7 separate regions of the Mus musculus genome follow, and regions 1, 2, 3, 5, 6 and 7 are each linked to region 4. The links are chromatin contacts, called in public ChIA-PET, HiChIP or PLAC-seq, Micro-C and promoter capture Hi-C maps. All regions are on one chromosome and are shown on one strand. The core of a region is the stretch at or near the end of the contact, and the rest is flanking DNA. Distances in the headings are between cores, read along the strand shown.

Region 1 (3,570 bases), core at 989-3,488, 680 kb after region 4:
AGAAGCACTCTTTCCCGTTTTGAATCTGATCACTTCAGTCAAACCTTGAGTTAAAAGATTTACCTTGAGCTTCTTATTTATCTTGCAACAATATCTGTAAACCATGGCCAGATTGAGTGGTCCAAAATCCGCATAGAAGCTTTAAAAAAAATAAATAGAAACAAGTATACATGTTTTAGCTGCTCTGAATGTAAACGCTCCTAAAATTACGGCAAGAGGGCATCCACCAACCCAAATTAACACTGGCCATACAATTCTAAGGTCCTGCCCTACTAATACTAACAGAAGGAATTATTCTGGTAAACAATACCTACATAATTATTCAACAAGTGAGCTAGAGTTATGCACCTCATTAGCAGAGAGCTCAGCTACTTGCACCAGATCTTGTTACCTCCCCCTAACATAGCCCTACACACACACACACACACACACACACACACACACACCAATCGTAGAATAACTAACCTCAATTTAAAAAAAAAAATTGTTCTTGACATATTATCCACTAGCAAAACCAGTATTTTACACATTCTTATTTTACACAGCTCTATAGTATAAACTATAAGAATAACTAATCAGGGTTTAAATAGAGGTTCTTTGTATCCTCAAAGATCTTTTTTTTTTTAACCAAGAATCTGAAACAGCACCCAGCTGCAAGTGTTTTTCAGATATACAATTTTTCCAAGCCTATGTCATCTGCACACATACCTAGAGATTCCTCAGAGGAAATTTCAAAAGTTTGAGTCTTCCAAGAGGCAATACTTACTTCTCATACTCTAGCTCGTTATCTATGCTGAAATAATGTTCGTTTGTTGCACTCTTTGGTCTGCTGTAGAGAATGGCAAAACAAAGGCGATCTGCAATGGAAAACAGCAGTGTTCTTTTCTTCAAGTTCTTAAACAGGTGTCCCCAGCCAAGACCCAACTCCTTTCTGATGAATTCAAAGATGGCTTGTTTGATTTTGTTGTGTCCCCCCCACCCCACCCCATGTTTCAGATGGCAGAGGTGACAATGTGTAACTTCAAAAAGTCTCTTTGGTGAATATTAATAAATAAGCAAAGCTTTAAAGAAGAAATTGTCTTAATCTTAGTAAGGACCATGGTGGTAGGTGATTATTTCATGTAGTGGTACTGTTTCAGTTTCTGCAGCAACTAGACTAAGAAATTTCAGGAAATTCAGCATACCTCTGATAGCTAGCCTATAACCATGCATTAAGTTTACGATGACACACTGAAAATACATGTAGCAATACATGAAAATACATGTTGCTGTTTACAACTATAGAACACAAGGTGGTATGTTTATACAATTAATCTCATAGATACGTATTTTTTAAATTGGAATCACTGCTTTGGGTTTCTTATAAATTGCTGTTTAAAATCAAGGTGAATGTGAGGGGAGGCCAGACTGGGGTAGAATCTGTGTTGCATGAGTCAGATGCTGTGGAGTTCAGCAAGAAGGGAAGTGATGTTCAAAGGCTCCATCCATCTTTATTCCCACCAACCCCCAGAAAAAGGCAACATCTTAACAGCACTCAGATACCTACACCCAAAACATGGCAAAAATCAAAGTGGTAAGAAACAAGAGCCGAGACGTCCTTTTCTCAAATGGTACTTTAAACTTTCCAATCTGTATCTCCTCTCTCAGAACAGCTGCAAATATCTCCTAGTAAATGCAACAAACTTCTTGCAGCCGCATTCAAATGGGTGACAGGGCTTTGTCCTTTCTAATCACAAATGACCTTTGATCTTTGGCTGGACTGGGAATTTCACCAGCTCCCACACAGGGTGGGTGGAGAGGCTGTAGGACATAGGGGTCACAAGCACATTAAGGCACATTAAGGTTTACCCCCAAAGTCAGTGGACCCAGAAAGGAGGCCAGTTGGGCTCCTAGGGCAGCAAGTCGCTCCTCCAGCCATCCTAAGTCCTGCCCCGTGCACTCACCTCGGATCACCTCGGCCATCAGAGGGGTCCCTGCGCCCTCCCGTCTCATGACTCCAAAGCATCTGGAAAGCAGGGCAAGAGAAGGACCCGCGAGTCTGGGATGACCGCGACGGACGGACGGGAAGAAAAAAAAAGAAAGTGTGACCACACCCCCAAAGTCTAAAAAACAGTGAAGTTTAAAGGGCCGCGCCCATGCATGGGCACGGAAACGCCCTGGCGGGTGACAAGCAGCAGACTGGGAGCCAACCCCGGAAGTCCAAACTCTAGGACGTCCCTGGGGCAGCCAGGGGCCAGTCTCCTGCAAAAGGGGCCAGGCCCACGGGCAGGCGCGACCAGAGGTCAGCCGCCCTGCAGAGGGAGAAAGAGAGAAGGAAAGAGACCTGGCCCACGAGCACACGCAACTAGGTCCAAGTGTCCTGCAAAGGAAGAAAGCAGACACACAGGCACGCGCGGCCAGAGACCAGATGTCTTGAAAAGGGAGCGACTAAGCTAGCTTTGGGTACACTGGGCCAGCTCAAAACCGGCTGGCCGGTACGACCCAGGCACGCGTGATAAAGGATTTAGAGGCCAGGCCGGCGCAACCTTCCCCACAAACTCGGTCTCCCGCCCACCACCGCTGCCTGCCACCAGGGGGCACTCCCCGACCCAAGCAACGGAGAGTCACAGCTCAGATCAGACAGGCCTGCACCTGGGCTCTTGCACCAGAGTTCGGAAACTGCCAAGTGACTCTGCTGGAGTTGGACATGAATATAATCCAGTACGTGGAGGCAGAAAGAGGAAGGAAGATCAAGAGTTCAAGGTCAGTCTCCCCTAAAGAAAACTCATCAGGTAAAAGTACTTGCCCTTCAATGTTGTAAGCCTGAGGACCAGAGTTTAATGCCCAGAAACCACTCTACAAAGTTATCCTCTGACCTCCCCACACAGTGGGGGTAGGGCGCACAAATTTTTAATTAAAATAAATGTAATACTCCGGTCATTTGCTATGTTAAAGGTATGGGGATGGTCTAAAAGCAAAACAGTTGATGTGCTTCCTAGCAACCATTCACAGTTTTCAGTCTATGTTCTTAATCTCAAGGGAACAAGTTAACACACAGGATGGGATGGAGTTGACCCCACTTTTGTTGGGTGTCATATGGTGCTGAGTCTGTAGATCTTTATTACCTCCCCAAGTTTTCCCAAACTTTCTACAGAAAAGTGCTGAGAAGTGAAAAGTCGCCAATGAAAGTCCCTTGAAAGAAAATGAAAAGGGCAAGTTCTCCTAAAAATGACACATTATTTGTGATCCCCAAAGACCTGCATATTTCTTAACCTTATTCTAGAATCTCAGATGTATCAGACTGAGATCATGACCTACCTCTCTCTCTCTCTCTCTCTCTCTCTCTCTCTCTCTCTCTCTCTCTCTCTCTCTCTCTCTCTCTCTCTCTCTGTCACACACACACACCCCACAGCAGTCAGTATGGGGCACGGATTCTTTCTATACTTGTACCTGTAGCTCTGGCTGTCCTAGAACTCACTCTGTAGACCTGAGTTTGGCCTCACACTCAGAAATCCGCCTGCCTCTGCCTCCCAAGTGCTGGGATTAAAGGCGTGCGCCACCACCGCCCTGGCGATACATTCCTTAGTTTTC
Region 2 (3,339 bases), core at 177-2,676, 870 kb after region 4:
GTCTCACACTGTAGCTCAGGCTGGCCTGGAACCTGAGGCAATCCTCCTGCAACTCCTAGTCTCTCTAGTATTGGGATTGTAGGGAGTGAGCAACCACCCCTGAAACACTTTTTAACAAACGCACACAAAAGTGGTAATTTCTTGGCATCCTTGCCTTCCCACGTTAGTGTAGGTTCTTCTCCCCTCTCTTCTGTCTTGATTTCTCCACAGCTTTACCATGTTAGCAGGTAACCTTGTCCATACTGGCTTCGTACTTGAGATTCTCTTCGTCTTGGCCTGCTGGATACAAGAGTTATAGTCAGAACAACTGTATCAGGTTTATCATCTACGTTCCTGATAGTAATCATCCTAAAGGGTGTAAGATATCTTATTGTGGTTTGATTTCATTTTTCCTAATTAGTAGGGGTGCTGGTCGTCATCTCATATACTTGTGGACACCTCTCTCTATTTTGAGATAAGGTCTCTTATTAAGCAGGATGCATCGCACTGTGTAGATTAATAAGACCCTGTCAAGTACTGGGACGGCAGATGTGATTTAGAGCAACCAACATAGGTGGTACAGGGAGTCGAACCAAAGGCTTTTGTTCACTCTAGGCAAGCACCTCACCAAAGGAGCTTTATCGTCAGTGCTAGTAAGCTTTTTAAAAAAGGTACTTGGATTCATGATGCCCTTTGGGGACCAAAGACCCAAGTGATTCTCCATGTGATGGTTTGTATATGCTTGGGCTAGGAAGTGGCACTATTAGCAGGTGTGGTCTTATTAGAGTAGGTGTATCACTGTGGAAGTGGGTTTTAATACTCTTGCTGTCTGGAAGCGAGTCTTCTCCGAGCAGCCTGCAGTTGAATATGCTCCTCCTGCAACATACCTGCCTGGATGCTCCATGCTCCCTCCTTTGATAACAAAGGATGAATTTTTGAACATGTAAGCCAGTCCCAATTAAATGCTGTCCTTATAAGAGTTACTTTGGTCATGGTGTCTGTTCACAGCAGTAAAATCCTAACTAAGACACTCCACGACTCAGCTCTGTGCTTGTCTGCAACAATGATTTGCGTCAGTTACAAAGAGGCCTAAATGTAGAGAGCGGCTGAGTGAGTGCCTGCCACCTGATACTCTTGCTGGTTTCTGGAAGTCTTCCACCAGATCCACCTCCCTACCAGAGGCTCCGCCTCTGGGCGAATGAACACACCCTTTACATGCGTAGCCCTGCCCCTCTCAGCCCCACGCACCAGCGTTTCTTGTCACGTGGTGCTATGGCCACGTCCTGGAGCGTTAGATTACGATAGAGTGACTGCCGAAGGCTGCGGAAAGGTGCTGCCTAGAGGGGATGCAGATTCCTGACTGAGCTCAGCACTGGTCTTTCCGGTCACGTGCTTTACGGAGCAGCTGCTAGACGCGTTATTGCTAGGCAACGCTTGCAGGAGCCTATGCTGGATCCCTGTAGAGTAGGATCTGGGCACCGCGGGCCGACATGGACCAGTATTGCATCCTCGGTCGCATCGGGGAGGGCGCCCACGGCATCGTCTTCAAAGCCAAGCACGTAGAGGTGAGACCATGCCGCACGTGCAGTCCGAGGGATGCCCACTGCGCTCCCTCTGCAGTCTTTCCGTGTAGAGATCTGCTAGCGCGCGCGGGCGCGCCTCAGAGGTCTCTTTAGGATACTTGGCGGGGTCCCATCTGTGGCGATCCCGCTTCCAGCGGCCGGACTGCGGGAGCGCGACCCCTGGCGGTCGGTTCAGATCTTCCCGACTTAGGGGCGGGTCTCTGTGGGGTGTCTCGCTCCTGGGGTGTTCTCTCCCTGCCCCTACCTTGCCAAAGGTCTCTGGCAGTGTCGGCACTCTTTCCTGCACAGACTGGCGAGATCGTTGCCCTCAAGAAGGTGGCCTTGCGGCGGCTGGAGGATGGTATTCCTAACCAGGCCCTCAGAGAAATCAAGGCTCTGCAGGAGATAGAGGACAGTCAATATGTGAGTGGGGCTGGGCTCAGGTGGTCATGCAGGGCTCGGGTGAACAAGACCGGTGGCAGGTTCCAAGACAGCAGCTTCTCGACCACTTTCATTCATTTCCATCCCTCTCTACTCACCAGTATACACTTTAAAGGAGTCCTTTCTAATCCCCATTCTGCCCCCTCCTGCTTACTCCTTATTTATGCTCCCAGATCCACTCTCACCTGAGTACTTAACCCTCCCATTCTCTCTCATTTACACACCCATTGCTCATATGTTTATGCATCCCCCCCCCTTTAACTATTGTGTGTGTTTCTTTTTGTTTTCTCCTTTCCTTCCTATACCTGCTCTCCCACCTTCCTTATGCTAGACAGGTGCTGGGCCATTAAATTATGCCCCTAACCATGCTGACTTCTCAGCAGTTTGCACCCGTTGAGCCCCTACTTTGTTCTGAAGGATATCTTAAAGACTTTCATGTGTGGTCACCCTCCGTTCACCCTGCTTTTCTCTCTTTCTTTCTTCCTTTCTTCCTTCCTTTCTCTTTCTCTCTCTTTCTCTCTCTCTCCCTCTTTCTTTCTTTCTTTCTTTCTTTCTTTCTTTCTTTCTTTCTTTCTTTCTTTCTTTCTTTCTTTCTTTCTTTCTTTCTTTCTTTCTTTCTTTCTCTTCAGGGTCTTTGTTAAGCACAGGGGAATGCTTGGCTTTTATCATCAGCTCATGGGTCTGCAGCTGAGTGACACTGCCAGAATGCCCCTGGGGCCTCCTAAAAATTCTGGCCTGTACACAGCACTAGTGACACTGAGGAATTGGTCTCAGTCTGATTCCTGAGAGCTTATGTGTGATGGAATCAGTTTGTGTGCTCCTGTATTGTGAAGTGTAGTGGTGTGTGCCTCAAAATTTACTGCAGATGAGATATGTGTTCATACCTCATCTTTATAACATGAGATATGTGTTTATATATGTGTACTGTGTGTAACATGTGTACTGTCTGAATGTAGGTGTGTATTTTTATTTGTTCCAATGCTGGTTTACTGCCAAAATAAAACCTTCACTAAGGTGGTTCCTTTTTGTTGTTGTTGAAAATAAAAGGGCTTTCCAGGCAGCTTATGTGTGGGACAGGTGGTTCAAGACCCATAAGGATGCTGATGATTGACAGCCGTCCTGACGTTGCCATTTTACCTGGTTAATTAATTTATATTTAACTTTATGCGTAGGAACATTTTGCATGTGTTTATGTGTGTGTACTGTGTGTGTGCCTTGTGCCCATTGAGGCCAGAAGAGGGCATCATATTCCCTGGAACTGGAGACGGATGGTTGTGAGCCACTATGTGGATGCTGGGAACCAAATCTGGGTCCTCTCCAGGAGCGTCAAGTACTCTTAACCATTGAACTGTCTCTC
Region 3 (3,270 bases), core at 703-3,202, 800 kb after region 4:
ATATCACGAGTGACATATATCTCACTAACTAAATCTTAAATAAAAAAACCAATCCATCTGACCAAATGGATCTACTGGAACAGGAACAGCTACACACTCTGAAAGGCACCACTCCTCCCGAAAACACACAAAGGGATGTATGTGCTCTACTCTGCTCACAATGGATGTATGATTGGGCTATTCCTGCTAAGAGCTGGCCTCTAGAGACTACTCTCTGGCTATAAACTTCTGAGGGTTAGAGAGGGGGGTTGTGGGGGGAGAAAGAGGTGGGCAGTGGTGGCACATGACTTAAATCCTAGCACTGAGTTCACAGCCTGGTCCACAGAACAAGTTCCAGGACAGCCAGGGACACACAGAGAAGCACTGACTTGGAAAAACAAAAACAAAACCCAACCAACCAAACAAACACTTCCAAGGGCAAGGAAGACCATTCTCTCTAGACAATGTAAACACTACAAACCGTGCCATACAGTCTTCTGTGTGTGGACTTCCACTGGTGCCACTCTGCACTAAAGGTTTGATCAAATTTTGGAGTAGCTAAGGCTGTTCCCAAGCAGAGGACAGCCAAAAGGAGTAAAAGATTCATGGTTCAAACACCTAGGGAAGGAAAAAGAGGAAATGAGAATCCCACGGAAGCTTTCTCTTTTAAGGACAGTTTCTCATGTAGTTTAGGCTTTAAACTTTTTCAATGACCCATCTCTCAAGTTTAGGGATCCATGAGCCACCAGCCCAGCAGTAAACCGTTCTGAGTTGAAGCATCCTTGCACGTGTTAACAAATGTGATTATGAGTGGAGAAAAACAAGTCAGGAATTAATCTTTGGAGGTTCCTAGACTCTAGCTACTGAAACAAAAACAGCCTAGTAGTCATTGGAACAGGGGTAAACCCTTTTCTCTTGCTTTTTTTTTTTTAAGGATTTATTATTATACATAAGTACACTGTAGCTGACTTTAGACGCACAGAAGAGGGTGTCAGATCTCATTATGGGTGGTTGTGAGCCACCATGTGGTTGCTGAGATTTGCACTCAGGACCTTTGAAAGAGCGGTCAGTGCTCTTACCCGCTGAACCATCTCGACAGCCCCCCCCCCACTTTCTCTTATTATAGCGCCACGGTAGTCTTAAGTCTTCCGATATTGTATGCGTCAGAATCTTAAGAGGACAACTGGGTCCAGGTCATTTATTGACAAGTATTAGTGACCCCAAGTGGGCATACAGGAGTACCCAGAGGGTGGGTTGCCACCACACACTTTAACGCACAGCTGCACATCAGGCGAACTGAAGCCTCAAGGCGATGCCTCCTTATGCGATCTCAGTTCGGGTTAGGGGCCAAGCTGGGCCCGTCCGGGGGAGAGGGGGATGGGCGTCCGCTCCGCGCTCGCGGCCACCGCCCGCGAATGTTATGGCGGCACAAGGAGCCCTGGGTCCCGTGACCAGCTTGAGGGGGTCCCGCTGTCCCTACGGGTCCCGGCAGCCCGGAGTCACATGACCTGATGAAGACCCCGCTCGACAACAAGGGCCTATCACTTCGGGGAGGCCGAGGACACATCCTCGAGATCCTGGCCCATCCGGGGGTCTCCAGTCCGGGTTGCAGATGCTATGGTTCCCACATTCTAGATTCCCCTACCTGCCCTTGCTCGGGAAGCCTTTAAACCCGCGGGGGTCACTCACCTGAGGCGGCTAGCTGCGCACAAGAAGTCTGCAAACTCGGATCCCCGGAGGTCGCCGAGGTCCGAGAATCTGGAGGAACAGCGCCGGGCTCAGGCTTTAAAGCCTCTCAGGCTACAGCCCCGACAGGGCCCGCCCCCGCCCCGTCATTGGCTATGCCTGCCTCGGGGCGGAGCCTGCGGGAGTCCGGGCGCGTGACGCCGCCGGGTCGTAACCTGTCCTGTGGTGCAAGCCTTGGGGCGAGGCTGATCCACTTTGGAGGGTCCACGCCAGCGTGGTGCCTTGGTTCTGTAAGAAAAGCGTAGGAAAAAAAAGGCCTGCTGTGGAATTTCCACCTCAGCCATACCTTTCCTTTTGTATGAAAGTTGTAGATTAAAATGTGCAGGGTGGAGAGTTGCATAACCCGTGGTTTCTGTTTAACCCACAACAATGCTGATGTAAGTGGAAGAAGACAGAGCGGAGGACAGAGTCACCTCTCCAGGGTCTGGCTGGACGGGTGTCCATAGAATTTAGATCAGCACGTGGCTTCTAACGCCGCACTTCCTGCCTTACCTATACATGGATTGTTCCTTAGGAGCATTTCTCTCAAGTCTGGTAGAAATTCTTTTCGTGGCAGGCGGGGACGCGGCGGTGGGGGTGGGGTTGTAGGATGGTGGCTAGAAAAGAAAAGAAAAAAAGCGGTTGAGAACGATGGAGACTGTTTTCCTACTTTACATTATGAATTGTTTTTCTTACTTTCAATTTTTTTCTTTCTTTTTCCTTTTTTTTTTTTTTTTTGTCTTTTCGAGACGGGGTTTCTCTGTGTAGCCCTGGCTGTCCTGGAACTCACTCTGGAGACCAAGGCTGGCCTCGAACTCAGAACCGCCTGCCTCTGCCTCCCAAGTTTTGGGATTAAAGGCATGCGCCACTTCTGGAATTTGATAAATTCGCTGGAAAAGATATAAGTATGTGTTTGAGATAGGGGTTATAGGGTTTAATAATGTAGACCAGGCAATCACAGGCATCCTGGTTTTGCCTCTCAAGAGCCGGGATTAAAGCTATCTCCGAGCTATCCGCTTTAGTTTCCTCTTCCTCACTCAAGAAGAGTAATATTTAATAGAAGGCTGTAGTTGTGTAGCTTGAAGAAATTACTTGGATAGAGAAAAAATATATATACAGGTATAGGTAAGATTGAAAGAAAATAATTCGGTAAAGTGTAATTTTTTTTTAGCCATATAAGATTTTTTTTATTGGCTATTCTGTTTAGAAGCTTTATAATATTTGAGTTTGGTTAATTTCAGTATGTGATTTTTAAAAATTTGTATTGTCTTTTTTTTTGTTTTGTTTTTGTTGTTGTTTTTGTTTTTGAGACAGGGTTTCTCTGTGTAGCCCTGGCTGTCCTGGAACTCACTCTGTAGACCAGGCTGGCCTCGAACTCAGAAACCCGCCTGTCTCTGCCTTCCAAGTGCTGGGATTAAAGGCGTGCGCCACTACTGCCTGACTTGTAATGTCTTTTATAATAGTATTTAAAATATTTTCTGAGACAGGGTTTTCAGTGTAGCCTTGGCTGTCCTGGAATTTGCTCTATAGATGAGGCTGTCCTCAAAACTCACAGAGATCCGCCAG
Region 4 (3,540 bases), core at 555-3,054:
CTCTCCCTCGGACTGGAACCAGGACCATCCAGAGGAAGCCCTGGGGGCGTGGGGGCCTTGGTTGTAAATCAGTGAGACTGCAGCGTGGGAACTGTACTCTAGGGACCAGGGGGCGCCCCCACGCGTGGCCTGAGCGCCAGTCCTGAATGAGACTTGGGGTGCTGGGGAGAGAGGCTAACTGAGAAGCCACCACCAGCAGCCATGGTTTAGTACCGGGGACCTGGAGGGAGGGCCTGAGTGATCCTAGCCGAGAAGCCCAACACTAAAGAACCCCCAGGAAACGTCCCCCCTTCCCTAAGTCCTGCTCCAGCCTGTGGCCTCCTCCAGTGCCCCGGAGGCCGAGTGAAGGGCGCAAGCGCACTTAGGGACAATCTACAGCAACCGTGGTCCATCTGGCCCCGGTGTGGCTGTACGCGAGGTCCACGTGGTGAGCCCCGCAGCCAGAGTTCGGTCCACACTCTTTTCCACAGCCTTAGGAGACACCGCGGGAGCTCAGTTAGGAAATGCGGCAGCCATCTACAACTTACACTATTTGTGCTCGGAAGAGGGCGGCCACAAGGATCTTTCCTCCCTCTCCCATTCCCTCCTGGTGAACTCTTTAAAATAGCCGAGTGCACAAGGAAGAGGCCCAGGCCGGCGCCGGCGGGGGTCCTGGCTGGGCGCAGGCTGCTCTCCGGGCGGCGGAGCCCGGGGTGCTGGCCAGGGCCCCTGCGGGCCCCAGGCTAGGTGCTTGCCTTCCCCGGATTCCACACATTTCAGCCAGCCTCGTAAACACAATGAACCCGGCCGTTCCGCACACCCGTACCGAAGATTTAAGGTGGCAACTTGTTTACAACTGCCCCCCTCCCCGGCAGGCTGGGAGAAGAGGCGGCCCAAGACCTGGAAGAGAGGGGACGTCCTCTCCCGAGAATAATTTTTAAGGGAGCAGAGATTTCAAGCTCAACGAAAGCAGAACCGGCTGCCAAAAAAGGAAACCACCTTTACTTTGGCTCCCTCCCCTCTGTCTCTCTCCGCCTCTCTCCACTCCGCCTCCCCCTCAAAGAGGTTAAGAAATGTGGCAACGCCGAACTTTAGGCTGCAACCGTGGGCAGGGGCGCGGGAGAAAGGCGCTGGGGCCGAAGGCAGTGCCGCATTGCGGCCGCCCTGGAGGTGGTCCACTCAGGACGGTTTCCAAAGCTCCGGAAAAGGCACACCAGGGAGGGCGTGTGCGCGCGCACACACCACACACACGCACGCACACACACAGGCACCCCTCCACCCCCTGCGGACCTCAGACAGCCCTTTCCTCCAAAGTCCGGAGGGAGGGTTTGAATTTTTCAACCTTCACTTGTCTGCTGCTTTCTCAGGAGTGTGTGTGTGTGTCTGTGTGGCAGGGATCCCAAGGAGGAAGAAGAGGGAAAAGTGAAGAGGGAGGAGGGGACAGAAGTGCACCTTGGAAATCTGCTCCAGAGCGAAGGCGGCGTCGCAGTAGCTGGGCCGGTGCAGATAGTCCCGGTCCGGCGCGGCGCGGTGCGGTCCCCCGGTCCGTCTGCGCCTCCCGCCGCCGGCCTGCCTGCCCAGGGCCCCGGCGGCGTTACCAGCCGAGGCCATGTTGCCGCCGCCGCCGCGGGCTCCGGGCGCGCCTGGGCGCTCGGCTCGCGAGGACGCTGCTGGCCGCCGGGGACTCCGGCTCCGGGTGACAGACCCGCTGCTGCCGCTCACACGGCGGGCGCTGCGGGTGCTGCGGCCGTGGCCGCTGCCGGGGACTCAGACCCTGCGCCTTCCATTGCCACATTGCGCGTGAGTCCCGAGGTCTTTGCGGCCGCCGCTGCCCACATCCAGCTCGCGGGAAGGCGAGAGCCGGCGCTTCCAGGGCGCGCCTCGCGGTCCCCAAGTCCCCCCCAGACGTCCCCGCCCCGCGCCGCGACCCCTTCACGGCAGAAGGCGCGCGCAGACCCCCGCCGCTCGCGCCGGCTCCCTCGGCGCCCGCTGCGGGCGACGCGACGGTACCCGGCGAGTCTCAACGATGCCGGGCCGGGGCTGCCGCTGCTGCTGCTGGTGCTGCTGCGGCTGCGGCTGGAGTTGGCGGTGGCGGCTTCTGAAACGGCTGGTCGCTCTCTGGCTGCTGGGTTCGCGGTGGCTGCTCGGTCCCGGACTCTGCTTTCTTGTTCTCCTCACCGACCCGCTGGACCATTCTGCCCCCGCGCCGCGCGCTTCTTTCGCTACCGGGACCTGGGGACTCCGCTCTGTGTGTGTGCAGCGGGCAGCGGCCGCAGCAGCTCCTTGACTCAATAGATGAGATGGAAGAAGAAAAAAAAGAACTCTCTCCATTTGGAGAAAGAGGAGGAGGAGGGGAGGGGGTGGAGGGGGAAAGAGCGAGCGAAAGAGAAAAAGGCTGGAACTCCCGCCCCCGGGGCTGTCAGATGGCTTGGGTTTCTGCAACGCGATTGGCTCTTGGAGGGCAGAAATTACTCAGCAAACATGACTATTATTAGCTGCTTAGCAACAGCTCACCAAAGTAGAGAGACCACCCAGGTAGGCAACCCCCGTGTGTGCATCCCAGGCTTGGGGGTGGGGGGGCGCTCGCTCAGCGCCAACCCTCTCGCATGCAATACTTCCATTAAGGAATGCTCCCCCCTCCTTTCTTTCTTATTTCTTTTCTTTTCAACAGTGTCTTCTTTTTCGAGACGCCTTTTGCGAGCGCGCGCGCACACACACACAGACACACATACACACGCACACACTCACACGTACAGGAGCATTTGCCTCGCAATAGACATGAGGGATAGGTAATATATTTTTTTAAGCGCTTAAACAATTTCTGAGATTCCTCAAAGAAAACCCTTTTAGAGGCACTTTGGCCTCAAGCTGCAGCAAATACTGGGAGGTCCGGCTTGAATTCCCAGGCCTGCACCAATAATGACAGGGTGGTGGATAGTGCGCCAGTGTGTGCCAATTTTTTTTTCTCCTCTTTTCTTTTATAACCAAAGGCAAGACTTAGACTCTCGCAGGGAACAACGCCTCGTATTAAGATAAACAAAATGGAAAGTTAAAGAGGCGAGCAAGGATGTTGGGAAAAGCCAGCCCTTTTAAAAACCCCTCTCACTCCTCTATCGCCCCCCTCCAATACACAATACAGTCCAATTTGAAAACGTCTATAAGGAGACTCCAGACAAGTCTGCTATTTTATTTGAATTTTTAATATATAAAAAGCAAATCTTTTCAGCAGGCCAGAGAAATGGAAATGAGAGATTTCCTGATATTTGGAATTCGTCTGGATCCTCATTAATTAATCACATTCTTAAAGTCAGTTTTAAACTTTAAAACAAAATAAAGCTCGATACACACCCTGTAACATTTAATAGCGTGACGTAGAAGAGAATAAAGGCTTTGATGTGGAATTCATTTTAAACAAATTGTTCATAGAGCGCTACGATTTGTCCTGATATTGTGTCCAGTGTCACCAAGACATTCAGGGGATTCACAACAACAAACAACAAGAAGAAGAAAAATGCGTAGTGGGGAGGGGAGTGAATGTTGGAGCCAGCAACAAATTAAACT
Region 5 (3,257 bases), core at 149-2,648, 730 kb after region 4:
TCTCCAGGACAAACATACTGGAAGGGGGTAATGTCCCTTCTGAGGACACTGTCTTAAAGGAAGAAGTGCAACAGACCTGACTCATCTGCCAGAAAGGACATCGGTGACCCATTTCTCAGATTTGTACCCCTTCTATCTTAACTTCCCATGTATACTTGCTGATTTCTCACCGCATGCTCCTCTCCAGGACATACTCTGCTACACAGGCAGTTAATGATTTTCACCTTTTTCTCCTCCTGGGCCTATGACTAGGCTGCTCCCTCCAGGTTCACTCCCATTAGCCTTGGAGATGTTCTAGCCAGTGAGTAAAGTAGCTGCTTCCTGGCCAGGATCCCCAAATCTCCCTCCAAGTTCTTGGAAAGCTTGGATTGGAAATGACAGTGCCACAGGAGGGCAGGGCACGGGCCTCACAAGTGCTGCTTGATGCCTGTCATTTTCTACTGTTTTCACAATGACTGACGACGATTCTGCTCTGTGACTAACATTCCTGCTCCATTTGAGCTGAGAAACTCGGTATCTGCTCGTTTTAGAACTATTTTATCTCTTATTCTTGCCTTGTTTACACCAGACTTTAAGCTCTAAACTGATGACTGTAGAGAAAAACACTCAGGCCTAAGCTTACCTTCCCCTACTGCGCCATCCTGACATCCTTCTGGTCAGTTTGACTCCAGCTACCTGTGCCAACTAAGCAGAGCCTCAGTGGAGATATATTCTCCCAGAAGATAATGTCAGGTCAGACAGGCGGGAAGCTAAGTCGCATGTTGGGGCCCTACTTAACAAAGACACTAACCACAAGCCTGGGTTGCTTAATTTTAACAAATATTTATTTACAGCTTATGTAGATGAGTGTTTTGTCTGCATGCATGTCTGCACAGCAGAAGACTGTGGCTGGCTATAAAGTGGGATTCTCATAAACCCTATTGGGATACAATGAATTTTCTTGAGTGGCTCAACAGAATCCAAGCAGTCTATGATAGTTAATTTTAACTTTCAATTAAACTGAATTGAAATAAATTAAATTGACATGATCTAGAATCGTCTGGGAAGGGAGTCTCAGTGAAGAACTGGTCTACATTAAATTGGCCTGTAGACAAGTTTGTGGGGAATCACCTTGATCAGTGTACCCACTGTGGGTGGCACCATCCTCTGGTTAGGAGATTTTGTATTATTGGTAGAGAAAGGAGGCTGAGCATAAGCATACATGTGTTAATTCAAGGCCCTGGCTCTTGACTGAGGATGTAACGTGATCATACAGATCCTACATTACACACACACACACACACACACACACACATACATACATACATACAATTCCTGCTGCCTTGAGTTCCTGTAGTGATGGCCTGTAACCCAGAATTGTGAGCCAAGTAAAATTACTCCTTTAAGCTGCATGCCACAGGATGTTTTTTATCACAGCAACAGAAATGAAACCATGACATAATCACTTAACACTTAGACTTAGCATAAAATATCTAAGTGCTTTAACTTTTTAAAATAAAAAAAATGTTTTTCTGCCTTGTGTTTTTATTTTATTTCATTTTATGTGCATTGATGTTTTGCCTGCTTGTATGTGTGTGAGGATGTCTGACGTAGGGATTGCAGGCAGTTGTGAGCTACTGTCTCAGGGTTTCTATTCCTGCATATGACCAAAGAGCAAGTTGGGGAGGGAAGGGTTTATTCAGCTTACACTTCCACATTGCTGTTCATCACCAAAGGAAGTCAGGACTGGAACTCAAGCAGGTCAGGAAGCAGGAGATGATGCAGAGGCCATGGAGGGATGTTTCTTACTGGCTTGCTTGAGTGCCAGTCCTGACTTCCTTTGGTGATAAACAGCGATGTAGAAATTGTAAGCTGAATAAACCTTTTCCTCCCCAACCTGCTTGTTGGTCATGATGTTTGTGCAGGAATAGAAACCCTGACTAAGTAGAAACCCTGACTAAGACAAACTGGTACCAGCATAGGAGGGTATTCCTGTGACAACCTGACCATGTTTTGGGGAGGACCGTGGAAGGACTTTGGAATTCTGAGCTAGAAGAGCCATTAGAATGTTAAGATCTCTGTGTGATGTTCTGTAAGAGCTTGGAAGATAATGTTGAGAACAGTGCAGAAGATGGAGGCCTGGCTTGTGAAATTTCAGAGGGAAGATTAAAGACTCTTATCAGGGCCATGTTTTGATTGTGAAGATTCTGTGGTTTTGGTTAGCTGGGGCTGAAGATTCAGCTGTGATTAAAAAGATACCAGACATACTAAAACAAACCTTTGTGTTACTGGGACTACTGATGCTGGTTAGCTGGAGCTAAGAAATTAGCAGTAATTAAGAAGAGACCAGGAAAAAAAAAAAACAATACAGACTACATAAGATACAGCCCACAGATTTCAAAAATTCAAAAGGCTCAACAAGCTGAAGTGCCCAAGTAAGGATGTCTCAGTCCCACTTGGGAGAGAGAAGAAAGCAATCATTAAGTGGGGAGGGAGGGAGGGAGGGACTTGGGAGGGAAAGTGGATGAGGAGGAGGGGAACCTTATCTGGTATTGGGTGAGGGAAAAGGACTGAAGCCCAGAGGGCCTGCAGAAAGAATGTAAACAGGCAACCTCAGGAAATAGAAGGTTAGGGGGAGGAACTACCCGCCCCCCCCACCCCCCCACCACCCCCCCCCTGAGAGTGCACCAGAGACCTGGGAGGTGAGAGGCTCCCAGGACTCTCAGGGAAGGGACCTTTGATAAAATGCCTGACAGTAGTGAGAGGGAACTTATAGAGCTCACTTCCAGCAGGAAGACAGTACATCATGTGAAGGATGAGATTGCCATCCCACAGTCACACCTCTGTTTCTGTCTGAAAGAATTGTTTCTGTTTGAAAGAATTACAGGGATGGAAATGGAGAGGAGCCTGAAGAAAAGAAGGCCCAGCGACAGGCCCAAAGTGGGATCCAGGTCAAAGGGAGGTCCCAAGGCCTGACACTATTACTCATGCTATGGAGTGCTCACAAAAAGGGACTTATCATGACTGCCCTCCGAAAGACCCGACAAGAAGCTGAAAGAGTCAGATGCAGATATTTGCACCCAACCAATGGACAGAAGCAGCTGACCCCTGTTGTTGAATTAGGGAAGACTGAAAGAATTTGAGGAGAAGGGTGATCCTATAGGAAAACCAGCAGTCTCAATTAATCTGGATCCCCTGAGATCTTTCAAAAACTGGACCACCAAACAGACAGCATACACCAGCTGATACGAGGCCCCCAACACACATACAGTAGAGGA
Region 6 (3,286 bases), core at 155-2,654, 710 kb after region 4:
TGGAAGGAACCCGGGCAAGGGTGTCTCCTCCTTCAGGGTCACACACCGGTAGACCTGGGCAGACACTAGTCAGGGGCTATAGTTAAAACAAGTCCTTCGTCTTCCTCCTTCAAACGCTAAAAAAAAAAACCCTTTCCTCTCCTCTCAGCTTCCTTTAAAAACCGGTCTTACTTTCTAGTTGCCCATTAATCTAGAATATACTTTCTACTAAATTTGTTTGTCTAAACACTTCCTAAATAAATAAATGTCACCAATCGAGAGCCCACCTAGCAAAGTCCAAGTTCAAGTCTTGGAAACCTTTTCTAAAAACCCCACCAAGAGGTGGACACCATCCGCCCCAGAAAACGCGGCACCTTCCTTCAACCGCGCAGGCAGCTATGCAGCTGACAACGCTTTTCCACGTACATCAGTACAACGAAGGCAAAGCTCTGGCTTCTCTATCAACCCCAGCAAACCGAGCGGCTGCCAAAACGGATTTCTTTCGTCTTCAAGAACTGAGACACCAAGAAAAAAAATCACCCTCGAAAGCGGCTATTCTACCCGCTCCGGCTGGCGGGGATTTCTCAAAAGTGACACCTCTGAGCTCTTAGCACGCTTGGTGGTTCAAACGCCATCAACGTGACACCTTTCTGGAGGCACGAGAGGGAGGGCAAAGATCCCTCAGGAGGCCTGAGAGGGCGCGACAGCGTGGGGGGCGGGGGGGGGGTGTCGGACGGCCGGGGGCTCGGGCCGGATCCCACGCGTTGCTAAGGCTCAGCGAGGCTTTGGGCCCTCGGGACAGCAAAGACCAGCGGGACTCAGCAGAGGCTCGGACTCGCGTGGGAACAACCGCGCCGGCTCATCCCGCGATGAGGTGGGTTCGAGGGCAGAGCCGCCCCGCTCCCGAGGCCGGACTCACTTGCAGGAGTGACCCCTCGGCCCATCTCCGGTAAAGTTGCTACCGCGGGCGCACGGGCGACTAGAGGCTCGAGGAGGCGCGAGCCTCGTGGGGGTGTGGCGGGGCTCACCCGTGATGTCCAGGTACAGGTCGTCCTGCTGCTCCAGGCGGTGCAGCTCCTGCGGCGTGGAGCTGCGGCTCTTCTTCACGCCGGGAGAGGAGGACGAGCTGCGGCGTGAGCAGGGGGGCGCGGTGGCCCAAGCCGAGCGCCGCTCGCTCTTACGCTTCATGGAGGCGGTCGCGGCCCGTCAGGGGACCGCGACCATGGCCCGGCAACCCGGCCCGGGTCCTCGCGCTGCGTCTCCCGCCGCCCGCGACCCGGGGGCCCCACAGCGCTGGCCGGTGGCTGGAGCAAAGCGCGCGCTCCCTGGGACGCTGCTGCCGTGGCGTCCGAGCTCAGCGGGCCGCGGCTCCCGGGGACCCCCAGGAGGGATGTTCCGTGGAGCTTCATTCACAAAAAGAAGGGCCCACAACCCTCCTCGGGGCCTACCGGCTCGGGCCGCTCATTGGTCAGTGCGGCGTGACGTCACGCAACTGGAGCCTTCCTACAGGCAGGTACTCGGTGACGCCATAAAGAAAAGTCTGAGCGCTTCCGCCAATCGGGCAGAAAGCGTGCTGGCGACCCCCTTGGTGGGACCCCTCTAACTTTTGTCTCTTGTGTCCAGGTGTTGACGCCTCAGTCCCCAGTTCCTCGAGTGAGTCTCCGAGTTCCTGCACAACCCTACCCTAATAACTCCACTTCGGATCTTTGAGATGGAATTTTTTTCTTTTTTAAGTGTTTCTTGGGTCTCCCCTGTAATTCGCGCCAAGGGAGCCTTGTCATGGCCGCCTGCTAGGAGAGTGTGTAGGCTGCTGAAACGGTCCTCAGCTCTGTGGACGCAAGGCAGAGTGGACCTCAGAACTTAGAAGTTCAGACCAGCGCCGTTTTCCCACCTATCCGATCGGATCGGATCGATAAGGGCTTCTTAGCGTCGGTGAAACCACCTGGAGATGCGATTTACCGCGGTGGTTTGAACCTTCCGACACCTCACCTCGGAACCCAGGAGCGCGCTAGCTCTCGCTGTGGGTAGCCGAGGTGGCCACGGTCCGACTTAGCACGAAGTGTTGGAGCATGTGGCCAGCTGAGCAAACGGCCTTTTCTCCTTTGGGTCTGCAGTGGTACCGCCCCATATTTTGCTACTGGGTTAAAAAGATATCAGATCTTTCTGGAACTTGACCATAGCTGCCATTTTGAAGAGCCCAGCTTCACGGTAGCATCTACTTGGGCGAGGAGACTGGAAGCAGTCGGTAGTCCCAAAGTCCCCATCGGCAGGACTGTAGTCAACAGCGATTTAGTCTGAAAGGGAAGTCAAGAGTCAGAGGGATAAATTTCAGTCCCTCCTCCCCTCCCCCAAAGAACCTCTCAGAAATGCAGATTTCACGAAGTTCCTTCCCCTAGGGAAGGCTTCTTTTGTTTTGAAGCCCTACCTTAAGCCTGCTGCTTCGGAAAAGATAAGATATGGGACTGGCTTTCCTTAGCCAGGGGCCCTTAAGAACCTGCTTGTTCACCTTTCGGGTTTCCATAGGACATCAACGAAGGCCTTACATTTAAAATGTCTGTAGTGTTAGCAAAAACTTTTGCCCAGGAAGAGAAAGTCCTTCACACGGTTCCAAGGACTCACAGTAGAAGGGCCACCAAATGTCACAATCAGAAATTTTATGAAAAGTTTTTTTTTTTTTGGTTTGTTTTTTTTTTTTTTAACCACCACTATAATCCATAGGATTACATGGAAGAAAGTGTTCCACTACACAGCCCAGACTGGGCTGAAAATGGCATCTGCCTCTCCAGTGCTGGGATTCCTGGTGTGAGCCACTGCAGGCACCTTACTGGATTCTCCCTCCCTCTCTCTCTCTCTCTCTCTCTCTCTCTCTCTCTCTCTCTCTCTCTCTCTCTCTCTCTCTCTCTCCCTCTCTCTCTCTCTCTCTCTCTCTCTCTCCCCCCCCTCTCTCTCTTGTGTGTGTGTGTCTAGTATGTTCCTTTTTTTTTTTTTTTTTTTGAGCTTTTGGGACTCAACCCTTGCTTGTGCTGGACCAAATGATCTACCCCAGCAAGCCACATTCCTGGCCCACATTCGTTACTTTTTGAGACTGGCTTAGTTGAATGTCTAACAGCCAAGTACTTTCCATACGTCAGTTGATTTTTCTCTCACCTTCAAATAGAATGCTTTGGCTAGATTCTGGCCACTAGAAAGTCTAACAAAATGCACATGGTTTAAATAAAGGGAAAAATCTTAGGTGTACATAGTTATGCCGTGTACGCATTTTCCTATTTTGCAGATGCATAGTTATGATCCTGCTGAAGTAATATTT
Region 7 (3,597 bases), core at 1,045-3,544, 680 kb before region 4:
TTAACAGTCAATTTGGTGTGTGTGTGTGTGTGTGTGTGTGTGTGTGTGTGTGTGGTGGGGCAGGGGGGTCGTTTTCCTTATTATCCTTTGAATGGCTTGGTGTTTTTGTGAATAGGTGCAGGGCCTTAAGGAATCTGGGACGACCTTTTCAAAGCTGATGCTGTGACCATCTAGTCTATTAGTACACATTCTCTTCTGTTCCAAACTTAGCACCTTCTACCCCTAACCCCGTTACCATTGTCTGAGATGTGAGTTAAAAAGTGAGATATCTTGAGGGTGATTAACCTAACCCTAGGTCTCTCTGGGGTTGTGGCAAGTACCAGTGCATTTTTAGAATAATGTAAGAAATGGCAACTGTCGTCTCTCACAAAACCCCCAGGTTCTGAGAGAGCTAAATCCTTGAGCTGTAAATTTAATTTGAAGTGAGACTTTTACCTGAGTGTGCTGGCTGAAAGGCTCCTTAGGGCTAAGAACACAGCGAAACAGTGAGGGAGTCATCACTTCTAATATACATGTCCCTAGCTTTCTCTAGTAAGGCTTAGCCTTGCTTGGCATCTAAAGTAAACATCACCAGGTGTTTTACGCTTAAGGATTATCCACCAAGCCTCACAGCAGAACCAGAGTTTTTCAGAAATAAATGCACACATAGCTAACACAGGCCACACTGTTGGAGGAGCATTTAAAAATCCATTTCAAAGGATTATATGTTCAAGTTAGCTACAAATCTCACATATCAGTCTCTCATTGCTCGTAGGAAAAAAATTTTTTTAAGTATGATATTTGTTAAGAAAGTATACCGATAACCTGAAAACCCAGGTTCCATTCAGTTGTGTGAAAACCAGTTAGGTCCCAAACATGTTGCTCAGGCCAGAACAAAGTACAGAAGTGTTGTGTAGTTTAAAAAATGAAGGTGTTCTGAGACTCCATGTTTCTTCATTTGCTCCTACCTACAGTACAAAATATGGACCATAGCATTAAAATCACCCACCATGCCTTGAATCCCCACTCAGGAGGCAGAGGCAGGTAGATAACCCCTGAGTTCAAGGCCAACTTGGTCTACTCACAGTGAGTTCCAGGACAGTAGAAGCTACATCGTGAGAACCTGTTTCTAACCCTAACCTTACATAGTGGACCTACATAGTGAGACCATGTCTCAATAAATACATAAACTTCTTCTTCATCTTCTTCCTCCTCCTCCCCCTTATCATCATCACCATCATCTACCACAGGGAACTTTTCTTATTCAAGGAGGGTCTGCATAACAAAGTCCCCAGATGGTTCAGGGGAAGGAGATTGGATTCTTGGCTTTATCAAAAGCAGTCTACTACTTCTGCTCTGTCTTTAAGCTCTTAATAATTGGGCAAGATCTGCTCCTAGCATTAATGCAAACAGGGAGAGATTTTGGTGCTCAGGAGGTGAGTCTACAGCTGGCTCCAGAAAGAGGGAGCGCCCGGAATACTGTGTGGCGGCTCCCTTCCAGACTGATAAGTGGTGGGATACTCTTTATGGGGCTTGTCTAGGTTAGGGATGATACTGAATTAGAAGCTGAATTTGGGATTTCAATTTCCAAGGAGAGTAACAGAGGTTAAAAGAGAAATGGGGAGAAAGGCGCAGGTATTGGCACTTTAGAGAGTCCCGGGTGGGCAGCTGGTAAGTCACTCACTTATACCAGGAATCTGGGAGGAGCGAAAAGGAGAGTTGAGACCAGAAGAGATCCGGCAATTGTGCACCAGGAGAAGGGAACGAGGGCTGTGTGCAGCAGAGCAGAATCTTAACTGTCAGATGCGACACTGGCAACCAGACCCATCAGGACCCAGCAGGGGTCCAGAGAAGCAGACCCCAGTCGTTCTAACGGATAAGATGCGGCAGCCAGAGGCCTAACTCACAGCTGTGCGATGCCCGCCTGGCGCACCGCAGACGAGATGGCTTTGATCGCGGTGCAGAGCGAATTCAGCAGCTGGGTCAACTCCCCCGTGCCCTGAGCCTTCCTGCCCTGCTCCATGACGAAGCGGGTCAGGGTGCTGATATCCGTTTCGAAGGGCGCATGGTTCGCCATTGCTGGGGTCTGGCGCAGGTGCTGGCTAAAGGTGCTGACTAAAGGTGCAGGCAGGTGGAGCCCACAGGTGATAGTCACAGCGGGAAGACTGAAAGCCGTTCAGTGTCTGCAGAAACTCAATGAACTTGAGTCCTGGGGGAGCCTATAGTCTCCAGGTCTCCGCCCCCCTGTCCCAGGAAACACCCCCTTGCTCCCTTCCTCTACCAACTGCCATTCTGCCCGCTGGCCAAGGTCCTCCTAGCCTCTCCCTCCCTCCGTTCCATGCACCCTCCCCTAGATGCCAAGCTGACAACGCTACTTCCTCCTCTGTTGCCCCACCGCCCACCTTGCCTCTGGGCTACCTGCATGGTTATCTCCTCCAATGCCCGCTATAACCTGCCAGAGAGGAAGGCATGATGGACTCCTCCTCCCATAACCCTTCCCCCGTCCCACCCACCCACCTGCTTAAAATACTAAGCAAATTCAGGGAGGTTGAGTAACTAGTTCAGGGAAAGCCGCACTTGAGCCTGAGGTGGCTTGGTTTCGATCCCTACCCACTGCTCTTCCTGAACCATCACTGTCTCTTCTGACCCATCTCCTGGGAAATGGATTCTCCCATCCACATCCACTCTGAATCCTTAATTGTTGCCTCCTCCCAGTTTCTAGAGTTGGAGAACTGTTGGGAACCTTAGTTTCTAAGTGTCTTCCGCAGAGAAAACTAATGCAGACACAAACAGCTATTCTCTGAAGTCAGGCTGTTCCGCAGCCAGCGTCCTTACCCGTGCCTGTTCTAGCTGTCACAAGTCATAGGCTGATTTGTAGAACAATTAATTACTGAGCAGGTACTGTGCACCAGGACACCGGCTTTCTTTGAGGTCAGAGCCCAAGGAGTACAAACTCCTGCCCTTCTTGAGTGTAAGATTGACAAGTAACAAAAAGAAACAAAAACATACCATGGATCAGTTTGCTACAGGAGCCACTTTGGCATAGAGAATCATGAAAAGAGAAAGATAAATAGAGAATGCTGGGAAGAGTAAACTGGGGTGTCAGGGAAAAGTTCACTGGGAAAATAATATTTGAGCAAAAAGCTGAAGGATGCAAGAGAAGAACCAGAGTGGACTTGTCTGTGGGACTGGTTAGCCAGCCAGGCTAGTGCAATCAGCTAGCACCAAGCTTATCAGAGACCATCTCTCAAAACAAGGTAGACAGTGCCCAAGGAACAGCGCCCAAGGCTCACATGTGTACCCGACAGCCACACAGACACCAGGAAAGAAAGGAGAAAAGAGAGAGAAGGATGATATTATGACAGATCTCACAAACCATAGCAAAACACTTGTGGGTTCTATTCACAGTGCTGGAAGAACCTGTGGAGGGTTTTAAGCTGGAAAGCTATGACTTGCTCTGTTCTACATGATGAAGGAACAGACTGCAGAAGGTCAAGAGCTGAAGCTGGGAGAGCTAGCAGCGTGCCTTCCATCTAGCCTGTTTGTGTTCCCTGTCTGATGTACAAAGATTGCTATCAAACTGGCTTGAAGCTTCCGGCCCTGCCCTGGGCCCACTGC

Evidence for each region. Promoter capture Hi-C pulls out the DNA fragments that hold promoters and counts their contacts. Hi-C and Micro-C count contacts between places; a contact is called where the count stands out from the background. ChIA-PET counts read pairs in DNA pulled down with a chosen protein or histone mark. HiChIP or PLAC-seq counts read pairs in DNA pulled down with a chosen protein or histone mark.
Region 1: an H3K4me3 HiChIP or PLAC-seq map of bone marrow-derived macrophages shows a contact between it and region 4, with 6 times the contacts expected there. The contact joins the promoter of 1810034E14Rik here to the promoter of Ptch1 in region 4. A contact is called at or near these places in 1 of 39 promoter capture datasets (the C10 cell line), 1 of 484 Hi-C or Micro-C datasets (CD4 T cells) and 2 of 115 datasets of contacts at active chromatin or transcription factors (bone marrow-derived macrophages and memory CD8 T cells).
Region 2: a contact with region 4 is called in a promoter capture Hi-C map of liver, with 4 times the contacts expected there. The contact joins the promoter of Cdk20 here to the promoter of Ptch1 in region 4. A contact is called at or near these places in 2 of 39 promoter capture datasets (both in liver), 2 of 484 Hi-C or Micro-C datasets (CD4 T cells and myocytes) and 1 of 115 datasets of contacts at active chromatin or transcription factors (pancreatic cancer cells).
Region 3: a promoter capture Hi-C map of pre-B cells shows a contact between it and region 4, with 3 times the contacts expected there. The contact joins the promoter of Ctsl here to the promoter of Ptch1 in region 4. A contact is called at or near these places in 4 of 39 promoter capture datasets (cranial neural crest, hippocampal neurons, liver and 1 more), 1 of 484 Hi-C or Micro-C datasets (uterus), 1 of 115 datasets of contacts at active chromatin or transcription factors (pancreatic cancer cells) and 1 of 9 other capture datasets (adipose tissue).
Region 5: an RNA polymerase II ChIA-PET map of memory CD8 T cells shows a contact between it and region 4, with 6 read pairs. The contact joins the enhancer-like site here to the promoter of Ptch1 in region 4. A contact is called at or near these places in 4 of 39 promoter capture datasets (hippocampal neurons, liver and pre-B cells), 6 of 484 Hi-C or Micro-C datasets (CD4 T cells, cardiomyocytes, embryonic stem cells and 3 more), 3 of 115 datasets of contacts at active chromatin or transcription factors (bone marrow-derived macrophages, memory CD8 T cells and pancreatic cancer cells) and 1 of 9 other capture datasets (liver).
Region 6: a contact with region 4 is called in a Micro-C map of embryonic stem cells, with 9 times the contacts expected there. The contact joins the promoter of Cdc14b here to the promoter of Ptch1 in region 4. A contact is called at or near these places in 1 of 39 promoter capture datasets (hippocampal neurons), 1 of 484 Hi-C or Micro-C datasets (embryonic stem cells), 1 of 115 datasets of contacts at active chromatin or transcription factors (bone marrow-derived macrophages) and 1 of 9 other capture datasets (embryonic trunk).
Region 7: a promoter capture Hi-C map of liver shows a contact between it and region 4, with 3 times the contacts expected there. The contact joins the promoter of Fbp1 here to the promoter of Ptch1 in region 4. A contact is called at or near these places in 4 of 39 promoter capture datasets (the C10 cell line, embryonic stem cells and liver), 1 of 484 Hi-C or Micro-C datasets (liver), 1 of 115 datasets of contacts at active chromatin or transcription factors (double positive thymocytes) and 1 of 9 other capture datasets (adipose tissue).

Annotation. Positions count from the first base shown.
Region 1 is chr13:64,246,462-64,250,031 of GRCm38.p6, forward strand. 1810034E14Rik (RIKEN cDNA 1810034E14 gene) reads left to right here and starts at 2,239. Exons shown (of 3, transcript NR_045798.1): 1 at 2,239-2,742. It overlaps Cdc14b (CDC14 cell division cycle 14B), which reads right to left. Exons shown (of 14, transcript NM_172587.3): 2 at 767-857; 3 at 64-139.
Region 2 is chr13:64,431,127-64,434,465 of GRCm38.p6, forward strand. It overlaps Cdk20 (cyclin-dependent kinase 20), which reads left to right and starts at 1,427. Exons shown (of 8, transcript NM_053180.2): 1 at 1,427-1,544; 2 at 1,851-1,964. The coding sequence starts at 1,470. It overlaps 1700015C15Rik (a long non-coding RNA gene), which reads right to left and starts at 1,310. Exons shown (of 3, transcript XR_873594.1): 1 at 1,228-1,310; 2 at 125-279.
Region 3 is chr13:64,368,568-64,371,837 of GRCm38.p6, forward strand. Ctsl (cathepsin L) reads right to left here and starts at 1,953. Exons shown (of 8, transcript NM_009984.4): 1 at 1,669-1,953; 2 at 461-597. The coding sequence starts at 586.
Region 4 is chr13:63,563,931-63,567,470 of GRCm38.p6, forward strand. It overlaps Ptch1 (patched 1), which reads right to left and starts at 1,805. Exons shown (of 24, transcript NM_008957.3): 1 at 1,432-1,805. The coding sequence starts at 1,590. RefSeq lists an enhancer at 2,364-2,543.
Region 5 is chr13:64,297,888-64,301,144 of GRCm38.p6, forward strand. All of the region lies in intron 4 of Prxl2c (peroxiredoxin like 2C), which reads right to left. Among named protein-coding and RNA genes, the nearest start is that of Prxl2c, 13 kb to the right of the region's middle. Within about 2 kb of position 1,399, at least 6 of the 459 cell types and tissues checked have an H3K27ac peak or open chromatin away from gene starts, as enhancers often do. A contact at or near this core is called in memory CD8 T cells and regulatory T cells, where this site is marked.
Region 6 is chr13:64,273,584-64,276,869 of GRCm38.p6, forward strand. Cdc14b (CDC14 cell division cycle 14B) reads right to left here and starts at 1,405. Exons shown (of 14, transcript NM_172587.3): 1 at 1,008-1,405. The coding sequence starts at 1,167.
Region 7 is chr13:62,885,988-62,889,584 of GRCm38.p6, forward strand. It overlaps Fbp1 (fructose bisphosphatase 1), which reads right to left and starts at 2,295. Exons shown (of 7, transcript NM_019395.3): 1 at 1,887-2,295. The coding sequence starts at 2,056.